2 separate regions of the Mus musculus genome follow, and region 1 is linked to region 2. A link is a contact called in public HiChIP or PLAC-seq data. All regions are on one chromosome and are shown on one strand. Each heading gives the region's core, a stretch centred on a gene start, on an enhancer-like site or on the middle of the called end of the contact. The rest is flanking DNA. Distances are from core to core; before and after follow the strand shown.

Evidence for each region. HiChIP or PLAC-seq counts read pairs in DNA pulled down with a chosen protein or histone mark.
Region 1: a contact with region 2 is called in a FOXA1 HiChIP or PLAC-seq map of pancreatic cancer cells. The contact joins two enhancer-like sites. A contact is called at or near these places in 2 of 115 datasets of contacts at active chromatin or transcription factors (cardiomyocytes and pancreatic cancer cells).

Annotation. Positions count from the first base shown.
Region 1 is chr4:46,090,731-46,096,687 of GRCm38.p6, forward strand. Tmod1 (tropomodulin 1) reads left to right here. Exons shown (of 10, transcript NM_021883.2): 5 at 116-205; 6 at 1,409-1,539; 7 at 3,179-3,286. Among named protein-coding and RNA genes, the nearest start is that of Gm52729, 17 kb to the left of the region's middle. Within about 2 kb of position 1,836, at least 34 of the 459 cell types and tissues checked have an H3K27ac peak or open chromatin away from gene starts, as enhancers often do. A contact at or near this core is called in pancreatic cancer cells, where this site is marked.
Region 2 is chr4:45,449,869-45,455,318 of GRCm38.p6, forward strand. All of the region lies in intron 3 of Shb (src homology 2 domain-containing transforming protein B), which reads right to left. Among named protein-coding and RNA genes, the nearest start is that of Gm46852, 43 kb to the left of the region's middle. Within about 2 kb of position 3,128, at least 140 of the 459 cell types and tissues checked have an H3K27ac peak or open chromatin away from gene starts, as enhancers often do. A contact at or near this core is called in pancreatic cancer cells, where this site is marked.

The sequences.
Region 1 (5,957 bases), core at 586-3,085, 640 kb after region 2:
TGTACATGTTTCTTACCATTTCTGTGAGCAAAGCTCCCAGCATGTGGAAGATGGGTCCCCGGGAGATATTTCTGACCGCAGGAGCAGAGTCATAGACCTCCCTTTGTCCCCACAGCTATCCTGGGCATGCACACACTCATGAGCAACCAGCAGTACTACCAAGCCTTGGGCAGCAGCTCCATCGTGAACAAGGAGGGGCTCAACAGTGAGTATCCACAGCCCCACTTGGCTGCCATCCCCTCCCCTTGCAGGGCCCCGAGACTGGCTAACAGAGGGCACCTTGGAAAAGAGGCGCCTCCTCCTGCATCTCAGTGCGGTGCCTCTGATACTCTGGCTTACTGCACATCTTACCTAGGAAAATCTCTTCATCTTGTCCTTTAAGTCTGCTGGGTATTTGTCTTGTTATCAAAGCCTTCTTCATCTCAATGCCACGTTTTCTTCTAAAGGTTTTAGAGATTCACTTCTTATATTAGGTGTCTTATTCCTCCCAAAATTGATATTTTCTGTGCAACGGGATGAGATTCGACGTCATTTAGAGTGTGTGTGTGTGTGTGTGTGTGTGTGTGTGTACTTGTGGAAGCCAAAGGCCAGTGTCTGCCTTGGTTGCTCTCCACCTTATTTCTTGAGACCGTCTCTCAGTCAGCCTAGAACTCACTGACTTGGCTAGACTGGCTGCCCAGTGAGCTCCTGGGATCTCCCTGTCCCCACCTCCCCAGTACTGTAACTACAGGCACAGGCTGCTGCACCAAGATTCCTTTTCCTTTTTAAACATGGCTTCCAAGAGTGGAACTTAGGTCTTCATGCTTGTGAGACAAACACTTAGTTAAAATTTTTGATAGCTATCTATTCCCCACCCCCAAACAATATTCTTTGAAAAGTGTGTTCTTGAGAACTCTGTCTTTCTCTTCAGTTTCTCTCTCCTCTGTCCCCCTGAGACCCTCTGGCCTTTCCTGGGCCGATGTCATAGTGTTTCAATTATTCAACTGCATTGTTCTAAGATGACAGTTTGGAACCAGAGGAAAATGAGGGTGACAAAGGAATACGGATCCTTCCTCTTGGAAGGGAACTACATTTCTTCCCAGCCCGGCCCTCAGCTTACCCCCCTGGGAGACCACTGGAGATAATGAGCTGGTGGTAATACCATCCCCCCTGGACAGACAAATGCTTGAGAGTCAGACTCTCCAGGTCTTGTAAGAACTGCAGCATCCTGGGATAACCCAACCTCTTGGATTTCTCCCTGACTTCTTCCAACACATTGCAGCCCTTGGTACCCCCTGGTACCCCCTGTAATGCGCTGTCTCCCTTATACCCTGAGTTCAACCAATGCTTCTCCCCAGGGAGTCCTTTTGTTGGGAGAAAGTGACTCCTATGTTTCTGTGAGCCAGCTCCTTTTAATTCCTTACCGAAGGTGTGATCAAACCCACACAATACAAGCCTGTGCCTGATGAAGAACCAAATTCAACAGACGTAGAGGAAACGCTGGAGCGAATAAAGAACAATGACCCAGAACTAGAAGAGGTTAATCTTAACAACATCCGGGTAAAGTCCTGCTATTTTACTTCATGGGTATTGGGGGTAAGGGTTTTCATTTGGGGGAGGGAGGGTTGTCTAGGCATACTGATGCCAGCAGTCCAGGCAATATAGATCATCAAGTCCAAATGCATATTTAGATCTGGGTATTTCTAGATCAGGAGAGCATTTCATGGATGACTAGTGTCAACAGGCAAATCTCTCAGTCCTGGTTTCTTTCTGAGGACAATGCCAGGCTCAGAAGTCTACCACAGGCCAAGCCAGCCTTGATCTGGACACCTGCCACATTGTTCAAAAAACACAGAGATTCTCTGTGATAAAATTATGAGTCAGAACCACACTGCAGCACGGGACTTCAAGGCTGGCAAAGCCCTGTACTACAAAGACTCGGGGATCACAAACCCCGCTACCCCATGAGACATCACAGTTCCCTCTGGATCTTGCTTATATTCAAACTTATTTTACAGTCAGGGAAGGGAGATGTTGGCGCAGGTGCCCCCAAGAAAGACCCAAGCTGTGTGCTGTAGCTCTGTGGCTGCTTTCCTCTGTGGCCACCAGGGCAGGGTGCAGGAGGAATGTGGAAGCAAGTATAGCTGCCTGCTCTTCCCTGCCCCTCTGCTCTGCTTGAGGCCCTGGCATTAGCCATGAGAGGGGTAAGACAAGAAGCCAGCCCCCTCCTTTCTTCTCAGCTTTCCTTAGTGGCTGCCAGTTCCAAACACAATCAGATTGGAAACCTGCACCCCAGTTTTCTCCTCCACCTGGCTCCTTGTTCTTCTCCCACGGGGGCTTAGGTGACACTTTGAAATGAGAGCTCTGGGAAGTATAGCCATGGCTTCTCTGTCTCCATCTCTTTCTCTCTGTGCTTCCATTGTCTGCATTGTGAGAGATGCTGACACAATCCTTGTATGTCCTGGACTGTTAATACTGCCTCAAGACAGGCAGGCACAAGTAGTGAAAGCCCAATGAGAGGCCTCGGCCAAGGGCTTGAACTCCTGAGGCCTCAGTTTCCCTTCTGTGCCAAGAGACAGTTGGACATAGATAAGGTTTTCACCCAAGAGAGTAAAAAGCATACACCAGAGCCCAGGCCTCTGAGGTTCTGTGTGTGATGGTCTGGGGCTGGCCCGCACATACGCAGGATAAACTGCCCCTGGGACCCACAGACATGTAGCCAGTGCTGAGACCCTCTGGGACAGATGTCTCAGAGAGAAGTCAGTGTATCTTTCCATTCTGTCTTTCAGAACAGACCCAAGGAAGGGAAGAGGGTCCCCCCAGTGTCACACTGCATGTCAGATTCTGCTAGTCACTAAGTGGAAGCCAGGGTCCAGCCCCGCCCCTCTCCCAGTCCACAACATTTATACACCATCCCTCCCAGCCCCGGGCCTTGAGTGCTGCCTCTTCTCCAGCCTCCCCTTGTATGGAAGAGAGTGGGTTTTGTCTGAACATTTCAGGGGCGCTTTTATCAATCCATGTACTGGAGGATCCTCTGAGCCTCATCCTCATGGCCCATTCAGAGACTCACAAGGACCCAGCAGGGAGCCAGCCAGCATTTGGGACAGAGCTACTGTCCCCTCTCTCCGGCAGTCACTACCCCACCCCCACCCCAGCCCATGCAAGGCTGCTGTTCACTTTTCTGACTTTCTCTCTGCAGAATATTCCCATACCCACCCTCAAGGCATATGCAGAAGCCCTGAAAGAGAACTCCTATGTGAAGAAGTTCAGCATCGTGGGGACCCGCAGCAATGACCCTGTGGCGTTTGTATGTCCTGACCTCTCTGCTCTGCTGTGTAGTCAGTCACTGGGGACTCGGGCCTGGTCCCACTGATGAGAGGAGTTCTGTGTGGAGAGGGAGGAGACTCACTAGGAGCCAGGAGGGGGTACAGACAGATGAGACAGCCCACACACAATGCCCTGTGTTCACTCCAGAGCTAATCCTTGCAACTACCTGCTCCCGGTAAGGTGGGTCTACCGGGGAGGTTAGGCAACTGGCCTTGTCCAAAGTCATACACAAAAAGAGAAAAGCAGACCTGGCATCGAGCAAAGTCACTCTGACCTCCACAGCTGGTCCTCCTCCACCCAACATTCTCATTCAGGCAAAGCTCGGACCCTTCTCAGGGACTCAGTTTCCCCATCTCTCAAACACTGGCCTCATTAATGAATCCAAGGGACCAGTTTTACCTTTACCAGTGTCTCTAAAAATAACTGCCAGTCAGCCAGGTATGGTGATGTGCATGTCTGTGATCGCATTTGGGAGGTGGAGACAGGAGGATCAGAAGCTTGGGGCCAGCCTGGGTTACATGAGGCTCTCGACAAACAAATGAAGAAACCATGTTACAAAGTAAATTGTACTTATTATAAAATAACCATTCATTTTTGAAATGCCCAGTAAAAATTTCTTAACAATCTATGCATAATCCTGAATTAGACTCTGGGAATCTGACTGTAGCCAGCCTCCTGTCCCACATTCATGACCATACCCATCTGTCTGGCCTTGAAGACAGCAGAATGGCACAGCACAGTGTGGCTGTTCTCCCTCTGGGAGCAGGGGGAGAGGCAGGAATTAACTTTCCCAGGGGGATAGGGAATGGAGTAACAATCAGATCTCTTCACCATTTTAAAAGAAGTAAGACTGTTTCATTTAGTCGTTTTGAAATAACTGAGTGGGCTCACAGTGGGGGACAAAGGCAGCCCACAGACTGCCAGAGTGGGAGTGTCTAGACCTATGTCCTCTCTCTGTCCTCAGTGGATCCTGCGTCTGTCTGTAGTGACATAGCTGGCAAAACCCCATGTACTACTTGTTCATGGTTCAGAAACCAGGCTCGGAGTGCTGGCACTTAGCTCCATGCCACGGAAGGTTTGGGGGCACGGACTCCATGCCAGGCCGACAGCTGGTGGCAGGCCCTTCATACCTGCATACTTATTACCAAGTGCTGAAATGTTTCTGGCCTGTTGTTAGACCAGGTGCCAGAGCCATCATTGACTGCCTTGGTGCATGTCTCCTTCCCTCTGTTTCTCTACTGTCACCCAACACACAGGATCTGGCACATGGCACAACCAGACTCCAGGGCCTGTCCAGTTAGCAGCCTGCCCATGGCCTGGTACACCTGTCCACTGACTGTCAAATAGGGTCAATGGGCTGGCCAGGCTTTTCCTGGGAGAGGGGGTATTGCTGGTGAGGCTCAGAGAGGCCACTTACACCGATTGGGGGACAACCATTGGTCAGAGAGAAGCCATGCTTGAGTGAAGGAGCCAAAGAAGGAGAGATAGTGTCAGCATGAAGGCTTCCTGGGAGTGGAGCCTCTGGCAGGGCTCAGCAAGCTGGGGGAACACAATGGGGCAGCCATTCCTGGCATCACTTCTGACGCCCTGGCACAACGATCACGGTGTCTCAGGCCTCTCAGCTGCTGGTATCGTTTTTCCCCATGACACATCGTTTCCACCAGCTGCTAATTACCTCATTTCCTTCAGAGGCTCCGATTGTCATCTACACACCCCCAGCCCCCGCTCCCCGCCAGCCAGATCCCTCTCAAACGTGCTGAGGGCCATCTGAGCCCTACTCTGCAAGCTGGCCCTGTACTCTCTGGGGTTCAGAGGAAGACTATGTGACATTTCAACAGGGCCATAGATGAGACAAGCTGAGCTTACACAAAGGGAGATGGAGACTCCCCAGGGGTCACAGTGATCACCACTTGATGACCTACTATGTGCTGGCCACTGTGTGGTAAAAAACAGACATTAAGGTACATTTTCAGCCCAAGAGGGTAGATAGTCTAGTGGTGGAGGCATGCTAATGAGAAACATGGGAGGGCGTGGGGACACTGCGGAGATAGCTCAGTCGGTAAGGGGCTTGCCTTACAAACACAAGAACCTGAGGCAGATCCCAAGCACCATGTAAAAAGCTGATCACGGTGGCTCATATGTAATCTCAATGCTAGAGAGGTGGGCACCGGACAATCCCTGAGGCCCTCTCACCAGCCAATCTAGATTAGCAGATGAGCCCCAGGCCAATAAGAGAGACCGTCTTAAGGGAAGAAGATGGCATTTATGAAGATGACATTGGAATTGTCTCCTGACTGCCATATGCACATGCACACACATGTACCTGCACATTAGTGAACACACAAACACATGAATATGATGAATACATACACATGCCTGCATATCAGTGAACATGCATGCACACACACCACCACCACCACAACAACAAATGGATTTGAAGAATGTAGGTTCCATGAAGGAATTGTGGGTGAGTTCTGCAAGATTCCAGAGAGCAGGCCCTGGGTAGCTGGAGATATCATCGAAGCTCTTGGGAGCCAGAGGCATTGAGAAAGGCCTTGAAGGATGAACAAGGCTTGACAGGTGAAACTGAACATTCCAAGTGGTCAAATGAAGCAGAGGAAGGCTCGGGGCAGGGACGGCACTGGGTCTAT
Region 2 (5,450 bases), core at 1,878-4,377:
CACAGGGGCGAGGCAAGGGTGAGCCCAGGACTCTGGGACAGCAGGGTCAGGCTCACCCCAATTTGTCTTCCATTTTCATAAGCTGAGGTCTGAGTGGGGAGAAGCTGTGGTCTCTCTCACCTGGCCAGATGTTCCATCTGAATGGCGCTGCATGTACAGGCCTCCCAGGGCTGGCATGAATGCGGCCCAGAACTCCCTATGAGCTGGCCTCTCTCTATGGCTCTAGTCCTTGGTAGTGTGTCTGCTGCTCCAGGAGCCTTCCAGCGTTCTACGGGATCGAGCAGATCCCGGGGAGGTTTTCCTCCTGCCCTCTCCAGTCTCATCTGCTCAATTTACTCTATAGTCTACCCTGGAGAGGATGCTTACAAAATGCCACAGGCTGCTGCAGCTCGCATAAAACCAGTATGCGCCTTCAGTGTGATTTCCTTTCTGTTCAGAGCAGGCCACCCTCGACCGACCGACCGACCGCTGCCCCAGCGGCCTGGGTTCAAAGGCAAAACCGCCTTTATAGTCCTCAGGAAGTTGGGGGCAGCTTGACCTCCTTCCTCACCTTATGCTCTACTCACTGAGGCTGGTTCCTGAATCCATCACCTGCTGCCTGTGTTTGGGCCCAGCTCTGTCTCTGCCTAGCCTCTGGAATGTACCTCCTGGAGTAGCTTTGCCCTAGGCCCCCAGGTAGAATTCCTTTGCCTCCTCCGGCCCTAAAGTGCTTTGTCTACCATCCCAGCATCTGCCTGTGCTGGAAAGAAGGCAGCAATTTCCACACAACCAGATGGTCTCAGCACAGTCCCTTTTGGCTGGGCATCTATCTGGCTCCAAGGAGCGGCCCCCAGACAGAAGCCTGGCCAGGGAGGAACAGCAGCTCTGCAGCCCAAGGTGACAGTCGGGGACACCTGGATGCCATCCTACTGCGTTGTTACTCATCGTGACACCAGAATATTTTTAAACTTCGCCGAGCTCAGAGGCTTTCTCTGCCAGCTCTGTGCTGGGCTTCTAGGGGCTCAGGTCAGGTCTTCAGGCTTGGTGGCAGTGAACACCCTTACGAATCAAACCATTTTGCCGGTCCCAATCAAGTTACTTTAGAATCCTCTTGGAAGTGGTTTTATTCATTCTTACAGTTTGTACTTCCCACAGGTGGGTGGACACTACAGAAGATCTGGGGAGCACATTTTCCTCTCATCTGTGAGATTAGTGCTGCTATATCCATGTTTTTACAAACCAGGTCTGTATGGCTGTAGAACTTGGCTCAGCTAATGTTGCAGGCTGCCATGAGTAGCCTTGAGCCTCCTCAAACCTAGGTTTCCCAGGCGGAGTGGGCACTGCCCTGGCAATCCTGCTTCTTCTTTCTGGCCAGCCTGCAGCCTCTGCTTATTTGTTGTCCGGCACAGGATCGAGCAGCCACTAGCAGAGGCAATGAGGTGAGGAGGAGGCAGTGTGCAGGGACAGGGGACTCTAAGCTGCCACAGATCCCTTCAGCCCCTCAGTGATAAACCAGGAGTTAGGACCAGCCTTCTCAGGAAACAGTATGGGATGCACAGGAGGGGCTGCGACAGTTATGGGTCTGTCTGTGGCTTGTTCACTGATGTCCTACTACTCTGAGAGAGACAGAAGGTGAGCCAACCTGTGCAGGCACCTTTCATGCAGGGCTCTGAATACAATGCCGGATGCCAACCTGTGCAGGCACCTTTCATGCAGGGCTCTGCATACAATGCCAGATGCCACCGAGAGCCAGGTGGGTGTCAGCATGTTGAGGAGGGGAGACTGTACACTGGTTTTGGAGGTGGGGTGGACTACCTACCCCAAGGTAGTTAGCACGTGTGCGTGACTAAAACTTCCCTTCTGCGGTGGCACACCCTCAGCTGCAGTGTTCCAAACCTGCATATACACTAAGCCACTGACTCTGAGAACCCACACCCCACAGATGCCAAGACGGAGCCCCACAGAGCAAAGGACCCTCTACTCTCCAGTGCGCCCCTCAGCCCTTCTTTTGCAAGACTCTTAGGAAATAGCCTCACACAGGTTTGCAATTGCAGGATCAAGAAGAGGCCTCTGGGGTACTTCTGCTGCCTCACAGGATGTGTGAAGACAAGAAGAGTGGGGGCTGGTGACTCTGAAAGGCTCAGAGGCAGGCCTTGAGCCTCAATGGTTCCAGAACACCAATTACATGGCTCTGCCTAGCCTGGGACGGTGAATACAGGATGGCAGTGCTCACCTCTGTCCTTTCATCTGTGACTGTGTCCCCAGAGAAAACACGGACAGCAGAGCTGAGTGCTGACCGCAGAAGACCTATGGAGCACCGAGGGTTCCACACCTGAGAGTGGCCATCTTTTCCACCACAGCTTATTCCCTAGCTGAGAACTATGGCGCTAGAACCAGGGTCTCCTCAGGCGTAGTCAAGGTCGGCACACATCTCCTTACAGGGCAACAGATATCAGAGCCCACAGCAGTAACAACAGCCACCACCTACCATTTAGTGCCTAGTGCCACCCTCAACCTGCAGGTGAGAAGACACAGACAATATGTCACTGTCAGCAAACGGCAGCTTTGAATCCAGACCCATGGCCCCAGCACCTGATTCCTTCCAGGGGCTCACCTGTCACCTGTTACTGGGAATCGCTCAAGGCTGAGGCCCTCTGTGATCTGTAACCTTTTCACCTGCAGACACCCACGAGCCTCCCAGAGCCTGGAGAAAGTGATTACTCCTCCATCTGCTGGTCCTAAGAGCAGGCTCTGCACTGGAGGAAGCGCCCGCCCACTGTGTGTGTCCATGCACTGCCCACTGCAGACAATGAGGAAGGGAGAGACAAGCCAGTGCTGGCCACAAACACAGCTCTCACAAGGCTCAGGGCAGTGGCTTCCTCCACAGACAGGAAGGACACACTTTCAGTTTCTTAGAGGGAATTCAGACATAGGCAGGAAGGGAGGAGGTCTGGCCACTGGCCACACGAAAGTAACCTCCCACTGAGGACTCCTTTGGCCTCATGTGGCCAGGAGACAGATGTCCAACACACAAGAGGACAGATGTGAGCACCAAGTACCTGCTGCCACACGGCCACTGGCAGAGCCTAGCCTGGAAGAGAGCGTGGGTGGGACTTGTGTGGCCAGGCCTGACTCAGTAACTACAAACTTCCCAGCACTCACTGGGCACCAGGCTTGAAGCTGGGTAAGGCCCCATCTGTGCACAGGGCAGGCGGAGCTTTGACCTCATGCGGCTTACAGTCTCCATCCCCATGGAGATCTCTGACCTGCCGAGCCGAAGGGCAAAGCCACTCACTGAATTCCACACAGGAAAAGAAGACGTTTGCAGAGACCCTTCTAACAGCACGTAATGGAGCTGGTGCTTTCGGTTTCTTAAGACTAATAAATGAACTCATTAATATGTCAGACAGAAAAACCAACCAGAGAAACCTGTCCCTCAATAATATCTAGCCAAAGGAGAGAGAGGTCCCTACAGCTCTAACCCTGCCCCCACACTTCCTTTGGTAGACCTGCATGTTAAACATTAATTACGGCTGTTACTCATTACACAGCAAAGAGCTTCCCCTACAAACACAATTGTTAATTTCCTCACAGGCCCAAGGCATTCTGGGAGGCCATGAAGGAGACAGGAGGCATTCTGGAACTCTAGAGAGCCTGTTGTGAGGCAGCACAGGGCTGGAGTGTGGAGAGCGCTGTGGCCAGGTTTGAGACTCCCTGTGGGACCCTCTGCAGACTCTGGGTCCCCAAGGAGGCACAAGGAGCAGGAAGTGTGAGCCATGCCCAGAGCACACAGCACCAGGGTACTAACTTCAAGGTATCTGCAGCTGTGGGGGCAATGACCAGACCAATGCTAAGGCCAAAGAGCAAATGGAGCAATTGCTTCCACCTCAGGGATCTCCCAAGCTACCCTGTACCAGGTTCAAATGAGGCCAATGCAACGGTGGTGGGTGGTGAAGATACTGTTCATTCAGATGGGCCCAAGTTCACTGCTATGGGACTGCAGGTGAGCTGCTGACTGTCTGAGTTTCAGTACGTTCATTTATGTTACCACAGTGAAACAACACCCACACGGCAGGGCTTGACAGGGTTAATTCAAACCAGGTTCGTAACCACTGCTCAATAAAAGCTGGCTTCCTGTCCATTCCTTCTTCCCCTCTTACCATACTGGGGTTCTTTTAAATAACTCAGCCAACTGAGCTGCCTCGGATGACTCTCACCTGTTAGGAAGCAGCCACACACACACAAGACATCACTTTCCCTTTGTCCTTTCAAAGGCCCTTGATAATGTAGAGGAGTCAAAACTCCAGAGGGGCTACCCACGGGGCACAGCACCAGCACCCCATGAGATTACCATGACAACGGTGCACCTGGCTGTTCTGGAACAGACTACCCACAGAATATGACAGGAGGCTCAGCCCAATCCAGGAGGCCGAGAGGGGACCGTTGTGTTAGGGGAGGTTTTCTGGAAGGGCTAACACTGGTGTCACCCGAGATGAGCTGTGACACCCTCCCTGGCTCCCTCATCCCCTCACCTGATGCACAGGATGTCATGAGTGAGTAACTGGAGGTTCTCCACGTGGAGTCCTCTAGAGAGCTGTGACTTCTCACACCTTGACACACACACAGTCAGGACTCAGGTGGCTGCCTGGTATGGTAACACCTTCTTCGGTGGCTTATTTGCAGCTCAAGTTAGGAAGACCAAACAGATCGCTTCTAACACAGGGAGAGGCAGAGGCCGCTTTCACTCAGACTGCTGGCCTGAGCCTCAGGTGGCATGCGCAGGAGTGAAGGCTGGGTAACAGAGGGGACGGGGACAGGGACAGCAGAGCTGCTTTCCAGACCTTCTGTCCCTGTTTCCCACTGCCAGGCATCATCAGGAACGAGCTTTGTAAACGAGGCCTCCAGGGCTCCGAAGCGCCTCTTCATGCAGTGCTGTTTTTTATATTAAATTAAACTTTATTTAATTTGGCAAGCCCTTCCAGAACTCCAGTAATAAACCTCACAGGCACAGCCCTTTAGGGCCCACACTGTCTTTTCATCCAGAGATCTCTGCATGAAAATCCATTGGTTTTCACTGGACTTTTCAAGAAGCCCACGCTACAAGACTTAAGAAAAATCACCACTTTTCGGATGGGAAAACTGAGGCTCGGGGAGGTGAGCAACCTGCCTGAGGTCTAAGCTGATGAGCTGGCAAGCAACAGATAAGATACACTGGCCTGAACTTTCAAAGGCAGACCAACTTGTCAAGGAGCTGGTATGGGGTACAGACAAGGGCCCTAAGTAAGTGCTGAGTATAATAAGCCCATCTGAGTCATGTGTCTGTTTGCCATCTCCGCCTCTGTCAGAGCCCAGGGCACCGTAAAGTACCTTGAAGGGAGACAATCCTGAGACAGTGAGTCACAAATGAAATAACCATCTCTCTAGAGGCCCAGCAGGCTCTCTTCCTAGGCGTGCCCACCACCCAGCCACCG